Regions from separate parts of the Mus musculus genome. Here all the other regions are linked to region 2. Evidence: chromatin contacts called from public HiCAR-type and promoter capture Hi-C data. All regions are on one chromosome and are shown on one strand. Each heading gives the region's core, a stretch centred on a gene start, on an enhancer-like site or on the middle of the called end of the contact. The rest is flanking DNA. Distances are from core to core; before and after follow the strand shown.

The links. HiCAR-type assays count read pairs that join an accessible place to other places. Capture Hi-C pulls out chosen DNA fragments and counts their contacts.
Region 1: a contact with region 2 is called in a promoter capture Hi-C map of adipose tissue, with 4 times the contacts expected there. The contact joins the promoter of Rnf13 here to the promoter of Rfxap in region 2. A contact is called at or near these places in 1 of 39 promoter capture datasets (liver), 1 of 484 Hi-C or Micro-C datasets (CD4 T cells), 1 of 115 datasets of contacts at active chromatin or transcription factors (astrocytes) and 1 of 9 other capture datasets (adipose tissue).
Region 3: a HiCAR-type map of astrocytes shows a contact between it and region 2, with 2.6 times the contacts expected there. The contact joins the promoter of Foxo1 here to the promoter of Rfxap in region 2. A contact is called at or near these places in 1 of 39 promoter capture datasets (liver) and 1 of 115 datasets of contacts at active chromatin or transcription factors (astrocytes).

Annotation. Positions count from the first base shown.
Region 1 is chr3:57,734,495-57,737,816 of GRCm38.p6, forward strand. Rnf13 (ring finger protein 13) reads left to right here and starts at 1,563. Exons shown (of 10, transcript NM_001113413.3): 1 at 1,563-1,706.
Region 2 is chr3:54,806,412-54,809,327 of GRCm38.p6, forward strand. Rfxap (regulatory factor X-associated protein) reads right to left here and starts at 1,380. Exons shown (of 3, transcript NM_133231.2): 1 at 788-1,380. The coding sequence starts at 1,264.
Region 3 is chr3:52,266,997-52,270,244 of GRCm38.p6, forward strand. It overlaps Foxo1 (forkhead box O1), which reads left to right and starts at 1,341. Exons shown (of 3, transcript NM_019739.3): 1 at 1,341-2,426. The coding sequence starts at 1,806.

The DNA of each region.
Region 1 (3,322 bases), core at 313-2,812, 2.9 Mb after region 2:
TCATTCAATACAAGGGATATATATATATATATATATATATATATATATATATCACCATTAGTCTGCCCAAGTGCAACACAAATACATTACCTTGCTTATTTCTGAGAGAACTATATATTTACCATGGATTACAGAGCAGACTGAATACAGAAGCAAAATGTTCTCTTCTTAAGAGTTTCTATTTAAGGAATTAGCAACTGGCTTTATTTTTTGTCCTTAAAAAAACTTTTATATTATGGAAGAAATCTAATTTAATATAGAAAACCATTTTGAGAGAATTTAATTAAAGATGCATCAAAAGATATAGCACCTCTCTGTATAGTACTCTAGCCTTCATAACAATATTCCCAATCTCGACCTTCATGACTTTGTCAAAGCACAGTTATATAGTTGTGAATGTCTTCTTCCCAATACATGAAAAATACATTAACTATACAATTATGGGCTATGCAGCTGAAAATGTTTTTGATGGTCCTTATTATTCTAATCTGATTCTTTTTTGTTCCCTCCCTTTTCTGTAACCCAGAGTCTAGTGCTTGCTAGGCAAGTGCTCTGGGTGCTGACTGTGAACTCAATCTTCAATCCCTTACATTTGTTTTCTTAAATTGCTTGAGTGGTATTTAGAGTAGATTCTAGTTTAAAAGGCACAAGAAAAAAGAATAGGAAATCTTTCTATTCTTGTTCCCCACCTACTTAGGGCTCCTGAAGCAAACGAGGCTATAAACAACTTACATTCCTGTAATAACTCCCCCCACAACCAAAATCCAAACATGTTAATTAAATATTTGATGCCAGTATGGGCCTCAAAGATGCTTTATTAGGGCCAGTTCGATTAGGGCATGTCAGAATCTTTGCATCAAACCGCATTAAAAACAAAAGGCAGTAGTTTAGGAGCTGTTAATGTTGATGGCCCAATAGGTCATTTCAATCCAAGAACTCTGCTTTTTCAGACTAGGGGGTGAAAAAGTATGAGAACTCAAGGGATGAGATTTTCGTTCCTCAAAAGGTGACATGGTTTTTGAAAGGCTGTTTTGAGGACTGAATCGCGTGGTTGGACTTTGGCTAGTCAAGCAGTGAGCTGATCAGCCCGGCTCCCTGCCAGGCCTCGTGGTTCTTGCATAAACCTCGGGCGGTTAGTTCTAACCCGACCTGGATTCCAGCGCAAGGCGTCACCCGGAGTTCCCCGCCCTCATCGGCCCTCTCCCGGGAGGGTGCAAGACACTTCGCGGCTCTTCGGCCTCGGATCGCTGCGGGCCACTCAGACACACAGCCTTCGCTAGGGCCTCACTCTGCAAGCCAATCATCTGCGGATCAGGCTGGGGCAGTCCAGGGTGGCTTCTCCACCGCACCCAGGGCTTCCAAAAGCCGTCCCTCCCTCATCTTCCCCGTTCCTAATAGGGATGATGTATCACGCGGTTCAGAACGACACTCAAAAACTGGGCAATTCTCCCAACCCAGCAGAGGCAGGCTGCGCGACTCCGCGAGAGGGGCGGGGCCGTGACGGGCAACATCACAGCCCAATAATATTTCTTTACCTCCGAGTATGGGCCAATGAGGCATGGGAGGCGGGACTTCCGCTTGCCCGCTGTTGTGGTCCCTTCTCCGACTTGCTTGGGTAGGGGCTCAGTGCGGATACTCAGTCATGAAGTCCGGGTAGCGACTTCTCTTGGGTGGCCGTGAGCCTAGGTTCCGGGGGCGGACTTCAGGTAAGAACCAGCGTGGCTCCGCAGCGGTAGGCGGGGGTTGTCGGGCCTGGCCGGGAGAACACACCCACTCCGGCCTGGGTGCGGTAGCCCGAGGTGGGGACGGTCGGGCTCCTCTGCTACGTGCAGTGACAGCACAGGCCCGTGCGGGAGAGGAGTCCTTAGCATCCCATCCTGCGGGCTGGTAGATCTGAAGTTGTCGGGCTATGGATTTTGCTTCCCACGGCCCCTTCCAGAGGTCCCCGTGGCCTGGAAAGATACTTGGAAGACTTCTCTAGTCCAGGACTTGCCTCTTAAGTCCTCGGCGAAAATACTCTCGGGCTGTTTTGTCTTTAAAAAGAAGAAGAAGAAAATCTCATCGCTTGCTTCCTTCCTTTTCTCACCCACTCCCCTTTCCTTCCGTAAAAGCTCAGCTCACAGGCTTGGACGTGACCTTGCTAGGGCCACATACTGCCTTTTTTTTTTTTTTTCCTACCCAATGTTGGAAGTCCGAACTTTTTTGCAAGGACGCTTATTGAATTGATCTGCCCCTGAGAGGGAAACAACTTTGCTGCATGTTCTCTGCTTGCTTATGGTCAATTGCCCTATTTTCTTCTAATCTGGCAGTAGTTAATTTCCATAACTCCCATTTTAATCTTCAATTTCAGCACCGTGGGCAGCTGCTATAGGCTGATGTCTGCCCCAAACCTGCCTGGATTATACTGTTTTCTACCAGTGATGCAGCAGTTCCAGTGGAAACTGCGTTCCTTTCAGCAGTGCCCAGAAGACAGCTGCACTTTCTGATACAATACAGTAAAGTGGCCGTGCCTCCCAAGAGCCAGTAGAGACAGGCTATTTAAAGATTTAGGGAAGAACTTTTGAGAGTTTAATTGGCCACAGGGTCATTGTTTATTTATTTGAGACATGGTCCTTACATGTAGCCCAGTCTGATCTCAGACTTCCATTCTTTTGCCTCAGCTTACTCAGTACTGGAATTACTAGCCATCAAGCCTTGTTTAAAGACAGTTTTTAATGGGTCAAAAAGAATTCATTTCAGAGGACTGTGGTCTTTAAATAGGAGTTGAGTGTGGAGGGCCACAGGGATTCATTAATAGACTTTTTTCTTCTTTTTATAATCTATGGCCATAGAGTTAATTTCAGGTATAGTTTTTTTTTTGTTTTTGTTTTTGTTTTTATGCGGGTCAAGAGGAAGATATAAAGTGTAATATTGTAGAATCAGGCAAAAAGCAAAGCAAAGCAAAACAAAAAACTGTTTCCAAAGAGTTTCAAATTTGGGAATCAGACTAGACTTACCCTCCAGTGTTGGGTGACATCAGTAAATATGGAAAGGGCTAGTGAGATGTTTGGTGAGTAGTAGAGCTGGCCCTGCAGTTCTAATGGTCTGGATTAGATTTCCAGAACCCACATAGAGGAAGAAGGGGAGAACTGACTCCACAAAGCTGTCCTCGGCTCTCCACATGAACCTTGTGGTATATGTCTTACCTCCCAAGTCATACACACACAATAAGTGAGAAAGTTAAAAAAAATGAAAAAAGGGTGAAGTTGTGAAGATTAAATGAAATAAAATATGTCTGTATCATAGTTATGCTTCCTTGAATTGATTATATAGACTATAGTCT
Region 2 (2,916 bases), core at 130-2,629:
CATACACAGTACATGGAATGCTATAGCTGACTTGACTGTAGAGAACCTTATGTCTTCACAACTCCAGGCCTTGCACTGTGTAGGTAGGATAATGCTAATACCACAAAAATCAGACGTTTATAGTAGCAATAATTTTGAGTCATCTAGGCCAAACTTCCACAAATGTTAGAAGTTCCCCTTCAAAAGGAACTTCTGTGGTAAGGAGTCTTTCTACTTTTTACGGGTTTTGTTTTGTTTTTTAAACAGCTCTAATACTTAGGTGGACTTTGCTGGGTCTGAGCTGAAATGCACACCACTTATAATTTTCACCTAACCAAAATAAATCCGAAGAAACACTAATTGGGCATTATCTTAAGGGCAAAAGACGAGGGAGCCGAGACTTAAGGGAGATGAATAATGGACCTAAATACAGACAGCTAGCAGCAGAAGCCCAATTGCAGGGCACTGGCGTCTCTCTTCCAAGCTTGACTTGAATCAAGCAACCGAGCAACGCCCATGTGTGCTGTAAGTTACTACCCCACTGTCAATCCAACTTTTCTCAGGGGCCAGGGAGTCTAAGAAAAAAAAACAAAGTCACCAAAGTTACAGAAAACCAACAGGGTGTGTCAATGTGCCGGATGCCTCGGGGTAGACACTGGGAAGGGTTTACTAAGGAGAGGTGTAGATCACCTCCAAAGTGCCCATGTCAGCTGGAGCAGAGGATGAGCCCTTGGGGAGACCCTGAGTGTGTACCAAGTAGGTTGGCACCCATCTGCCCTGGCCCCGGGGCCCCGAGGAGCAAGCATACCTCCAGTTTGACGTTGCCTGTGCTGGCCGCGGACGGGCCGCCAGAGCCCAGTGCCTGGTCGCTCTTCTTCTTCTTGTACTTGTCCTTGTACATCTTGTTGCGGTGCTTCTTGCACATCCAGGGCTTGCGCTGCTTGGCCACCTGGCTGGTGGTCTCGCGGCAGCCCTCGTACGTGCAGGTCTTGGAGCCTCGCCTGCGCGCTGCGCCGCCACCCTCCGCGTCCTCGTCCTCCAGCTCCTCCGGGCTGGCCGCACTCTCGCCGCCGCCCGCCGGGTCCGATGTGTCCAGCAGGTCGGCGTCGTCGTCCCCCGCCTCGTCCTCGGCGTCTGCCGCCGCCTCACTCCCCGCCAGGCCCGGCCTCAGAGCGCCGTCCGCCTCGGCCTCGTCCTGCCGCATCACCAGCACCGTCACCGGAGGGGCCGTCCGGGGACTGGCGGTGCTCGGCCCCGAGCCCTCGGGCACAGCCTGCGCCTCCGTGCTGCCGCCCGAGCCCGGGTCCGCCACCGCGGCCCGTCAGCTCTTGAGAAACACAACCGTACTCGACAAGCGGCAGCCCGCCGCACGTCCCGGAGCCGAACCGCCAGCACTGCACTGCGCGTGCGCCGTAGCGGTCCGCGAGCCTCTGCTTGGGAACGGCGAGAGGGGCGGGGTTGAGCAGGTGCGAGACAGAACCGACTGCGCCTGCGCGGCGGCCATCCGCAAGCGATTCCTAGGTGCAGGCTGACCAAGAACCCGGCTGACAGCCGGTCGTGGTGGCGCATGCCTTTAATCCCAGCACTCGGGAGGCAGAGGCAGGCAAATTTCTGAGTTCGAGGCCAGCCTGGTCTACAAAGTGAGTTCCAGGACAGCCAGGGCTACACAGAGAAACCCTGTCTCCTTCCAGGCGGGGCGGAGCGGCTGACAGAAGTCCCGATTGCGCATGCGCAGCTGTCCTCCGCTCGCCTGGCGCTCACCAGTTGGAAAGACTGGAGAATGGAGACTGGAGGACGGCCAGGAGACACTTTCTGCCTGGACCCATCCTCCCTGACGGGTTCAAAACGCGTCTCTCCTGGAACGTCTCTGGATAGATTAGGTTCCCGAGAGGCCTGAAGAGGAGTTTGAAACAACTCGAGGAGGAAACGGTTTATTTGGCTAATGCATCCCAGTCAAGTCCCATGGGGACATGGAGGAAAGCTTGCTCACAAGCTCTGGTTCGCCTTAGGGTTTCTACCCAGTGCGGACGCTCCTGCCTTTTCTGACATTCCCAGTAATGAGATTGTTGACTCATGTGACAGTTCTGTTTTTATTTTCCCCACAAGCTGCTCTCTGTCTTCCATAGTGGGTGCTCGGGTTGGCGTTCACACTAGCAGTGTAGGAGAGGTCCCTTTTCCCGTATTCCCCCAACCCCCGCCAGTGCTCGATAGATATCTTATCTCTGATAATAACCGTTTCATCTGGGATGAGATAGATAACACTGTTCTTCAGGATTAGGGATGTATATTACATACACCTGTTGGTCTTTGCATGCTTTCCTTTGTGAACCAACTACATCGCCCATTTCAATAGGATTATTAGGTTATTATTATTGTTATTACTTATTTTTATTACGTTTGTTTGAATTCTTTTCTTTCTTTTTTGTTTGTTTTTGTTTTTTTGAGACAGACAGGGTTTCTCTGTATAGCCCTGGCTGTGCTGGAACTCACTCTGTAGACCAGGCTGGCCTCGAACTCAGAAATCCACTCAGAAATCCACCTGCCTCTGCCTTCCCAGTGCTGGGATTAAAGGCGTGCGCCACCACGCCCAGCCTTTGTTTGAATTCTTTATTTGTTTGTTTATTTATTTATTATATGCAAGTACACTGTAGCTGTCCTCAGACACTCCAGAAGAGGGAGTCAGATCTCCTTACGGATGGTTGTGAGCCACTATGTGGTACCTTTGGAAGAGCCGTCGGGTGCTCTTACCCACTGAGCCATCTCACCAGCAGACATTCTGATGTTAACTACTCATCAAATGTAGCTTGCAAACATTCTCTCCCATCTTCGACACGGTGGGAAGCATGGCAGTGTCCATGGTGCTGGAGAAGCGGAGAGTTCTACATCTTGTTCTAGGGCACACAGAAGACTCCCAGGCAGCTAGAAGAGTCTCAAAAC
Region 3 (3,248 bases), core at 91-2,590, 2.5 Mb before region 2:
CGTTTCAGAAAAAGGGATTATGAATAGGGGAATAGGGGCCTGGATTAGCGAGACGTTAGAGACAAAGTGGAAGGAGTAAGAAGGCTGGTTTTCTTTTGGAGTCTCATTTTACATAGAAAAACTCCACGTAAGAAAGAAGAGCGAAGTACAACCGCAACAAGACATTTGGAGCTGCGTTTTTGGACATATTTAAAGCCCTAATATGCATCTTCAATTCTAAAGCATCCTAGCCAATAAAAGAAAATGCCACCCATATTTCTTTTTTTTTAAAAAAGAAAGCAAATCAGAGGATCAAGCGAGGGAACATTTTCTTCTATTCTGTAAGGCAAAAAGAACCACTGTCTTTCTACCTTTGGCTCCGCCGGACGTGTGTTAGATACGCGGGTCTGGGAGCTCACTCTGTGAGTTTAAAGAACTGAGGGGCGGAGCTGTGCCCCAACACTTGGGGCTTATCTCCTTTTGCGACTTCAACACCTCATCGCTTCCATGCTAAATAAAAAAGAAATAAGCAAGCAGTTAAACTTAATTAGGGGTAATAAAGTGACAAAGTTGTCTCTAAGCGCTCCTCTGACTCTTTAGCCACCACACCGGTCCTCAGGAAAAAGTGAGATTCCCGTGGCAGAAAAGCGGTTCCCATAGAAGACGTCGGATCTGAGGCGCTACTGGAGCTAGGTGCTTGTGCAACAGTGTTCTCCCCGCGCCGCACCTCTCTGGGGTTCAGGATGAGTGGAGGCTGGGGGCTGGACCGAGCCGCAGAGGCTCGTCTTGCAGGTGTGCACAGGTAGGGTGGGAAGCGGTTACTCCGGAGCCGCAGAGCGACGGGTCTTCACCGAAGGATCTGCGCGCCTGGGGCGGCCAGGGCAGATGCCAGCTTAAGAAAACATTCCTCCAAAACAAACCCCACCGACTTCCCGAGAGCTGCGCGAAGACGCGTGGGCGGAGCGGGCTTGAGTGGAATCCACGAGGCGCCCCACCGCCCACGTCGCGTCCGGGAGCGCGCAGCGGCCCCGCGCCATCCCGGGAGTCAGGGTCTGGGCTCTGCCTGGAGTACTCGATTGCACTCTGTAGTAAACAAAAGTATGGTAGCCGCCTCCACGCCGGTTTGCCTCCTAGCAATCCGATCGCTGAGACGCCAGAGACTCAGAAACACTTGAGAATTACAGAAAATAATAACGGAGATTGGAAAAAAAAAAAAAAGTGTGTGAGAAAGAAAAATACCCCACCGCCCCCCACCAACCTACTGCCGCCTCCCGAGGGAAGGCAGCGCCCGCCCAGGCCCGCGTTCATTGGCTGCTTCGGCGGAGACTTCGCGCGTCCATTGGCCGCGCAGCCTGTCAGTCAGGGGCGGGGCGGCGCGCGCGCCGCCGCGGGCGGGGAGCCCGCTGCAGATCCCGTAAGACGGGAGTCTGCGGAGTCGCTTCAGTCCCCGCCGCCGCCACATTCAACAGGCAGCAGCGCCGCTGTCGCGCGGCCGCGGAGAGCTAGAGCGGCCCGCAGCGTCCGCCCGTCTGCCTTGGCGTCCGCGGCCCTTGTCAGCGGGAGCGCGGTGCCCGAGCTGCCGGGCTCCGCGGCCTGGTCGGTGCCCCGTCCTAGGCACGAACTCGGAGGCTCCTTAGACACCGGTGACCCAGCGAAGTTAAGTTCTGGGCGCGTCCGTCCGCTGCGCCCCGCCGCGCCTGACTCCGGCGTGCGTCCGCCGTCCGCGGCCCCCCAATCTCGGAGCGACACTCGGGTCGCCCGCTCCGCGCCCCCGGTGGCCGCGTCTCCCGGTACTTCTCTGCTGGTGGGGGAGGGGCGGGGGCACCATGGCCGAAGCGCCCCAGGTGGTGGAGACCGACCCGGACTTCGAGCCGCTGCCCCGGCAGCGCTCCTGTACCTGGCCGCTGCCCAGGCCGGAGTTTAACCAGTCCAACTCGACCACCTCCAGTCCGGCGCCGTCGGGCGGCGCGGCCGCCAACCCCGACGCCGCGGCGAGCCTGGCCTCGGCGTCCGCTGTCAGCACCGACTTTATGAGCAACCTGAGCCTGCTGGAGGAGAGTGAGGACTTCGCGCGGGCGCCAGGCTGCGTGGCCGTGGCGGCGGCGGCTGCGGCCAGCAGGGGCCTGTGCGGGGACTTCCAGGGCCCCGAGGCGGGCTGCGTGCACCCAGCGCCGCCACAGCCCCCACCGACCGGGCCGCTGTCGCAGCCCCCACCCGTGCCTCCCTCCGCTGCCGCCGCCGCGGGGCCACTCGCGGGACAGCCGCGCAAGACCAGCTCGTCGCGCCGCAACGCGTGGGGCAACCTGTCGTACGCCGACCTCATCACCAAGGCCATCGAGAGCTCAGCCGAGAAGAGGCTCACCCTGTCGCAGATCTACGAGTGGATGGTGAAGAGCGTGCCCTACTTCAAGGATAAGGGCGACAGCAACAGCTCGGCGGGCTGGAAGGTGAACGGCCTCTGGGCGGCCCTGGGGGGTGGGGTGGGGATGTGTTGGGGCCGGCGGAGGGTCGGCAGTGTGGGTGTTCGGGGCCCGGAAATGATGGGCGCACGGAGAGAGCGGGGCGAGAAATGGCAGGTGTGGCGGGGGCTTCCCGGAGACCCAGAGCCAAATTTGGACCAGGTGCAGGCGAGGGACTTCTAGAGAGACCCGGGCAGGGCTCGTTTGGGAACTTAAGTGAAATGGCAGAGCAGGCGTGAAAGTTAGCTTAGTTGTTGGAGCGAGGGGTTCGCTTCCAAGGTCCCTCTCCATTTGACACTCCAGACCTCCTGCGAGGGGGTCGGGCGACTCCTCCACCCACACGCGCACCCACTCTCCCGACCCTCGGCCGCCAAGGTTTCCCCGGGACCCGACCGCGGAGGTGCGGGGCGCACTGGAGACATCCCCCACCCCCACGCGCGCGCACGCAGGCGCGGGGCTCCCGCAGCTTTTGGGATAGCCAAACGCGCAGCTGGCTGAGCCGTGTGCGGGCCAGCGGTTGCAGAAAGTTGCGGAGGCCGGGGCAAATTTGGTTTTAACCAAAGTGGCCTGGGCACTGAGCAGGTGGTCGAGCGTTCCCACTCACTGGGTACGGTTTCGGACGCGCGCAAGTGGGTGGCCAAGGCTTTTAGGCTCTGGGCAATCTAAAGTTCAAGTGTGACCCTTGGCCGGGGCGGGAGCAGGCGAGGAGGGAGGGACCGGGTGTACAGGAAGCTAGAACCTTTAAAGGGCCAGTGCCTCCAGGCTGGGAGGCCACACTTTTTGCACTCAGAGAAAGGCTTCCACAGTTGG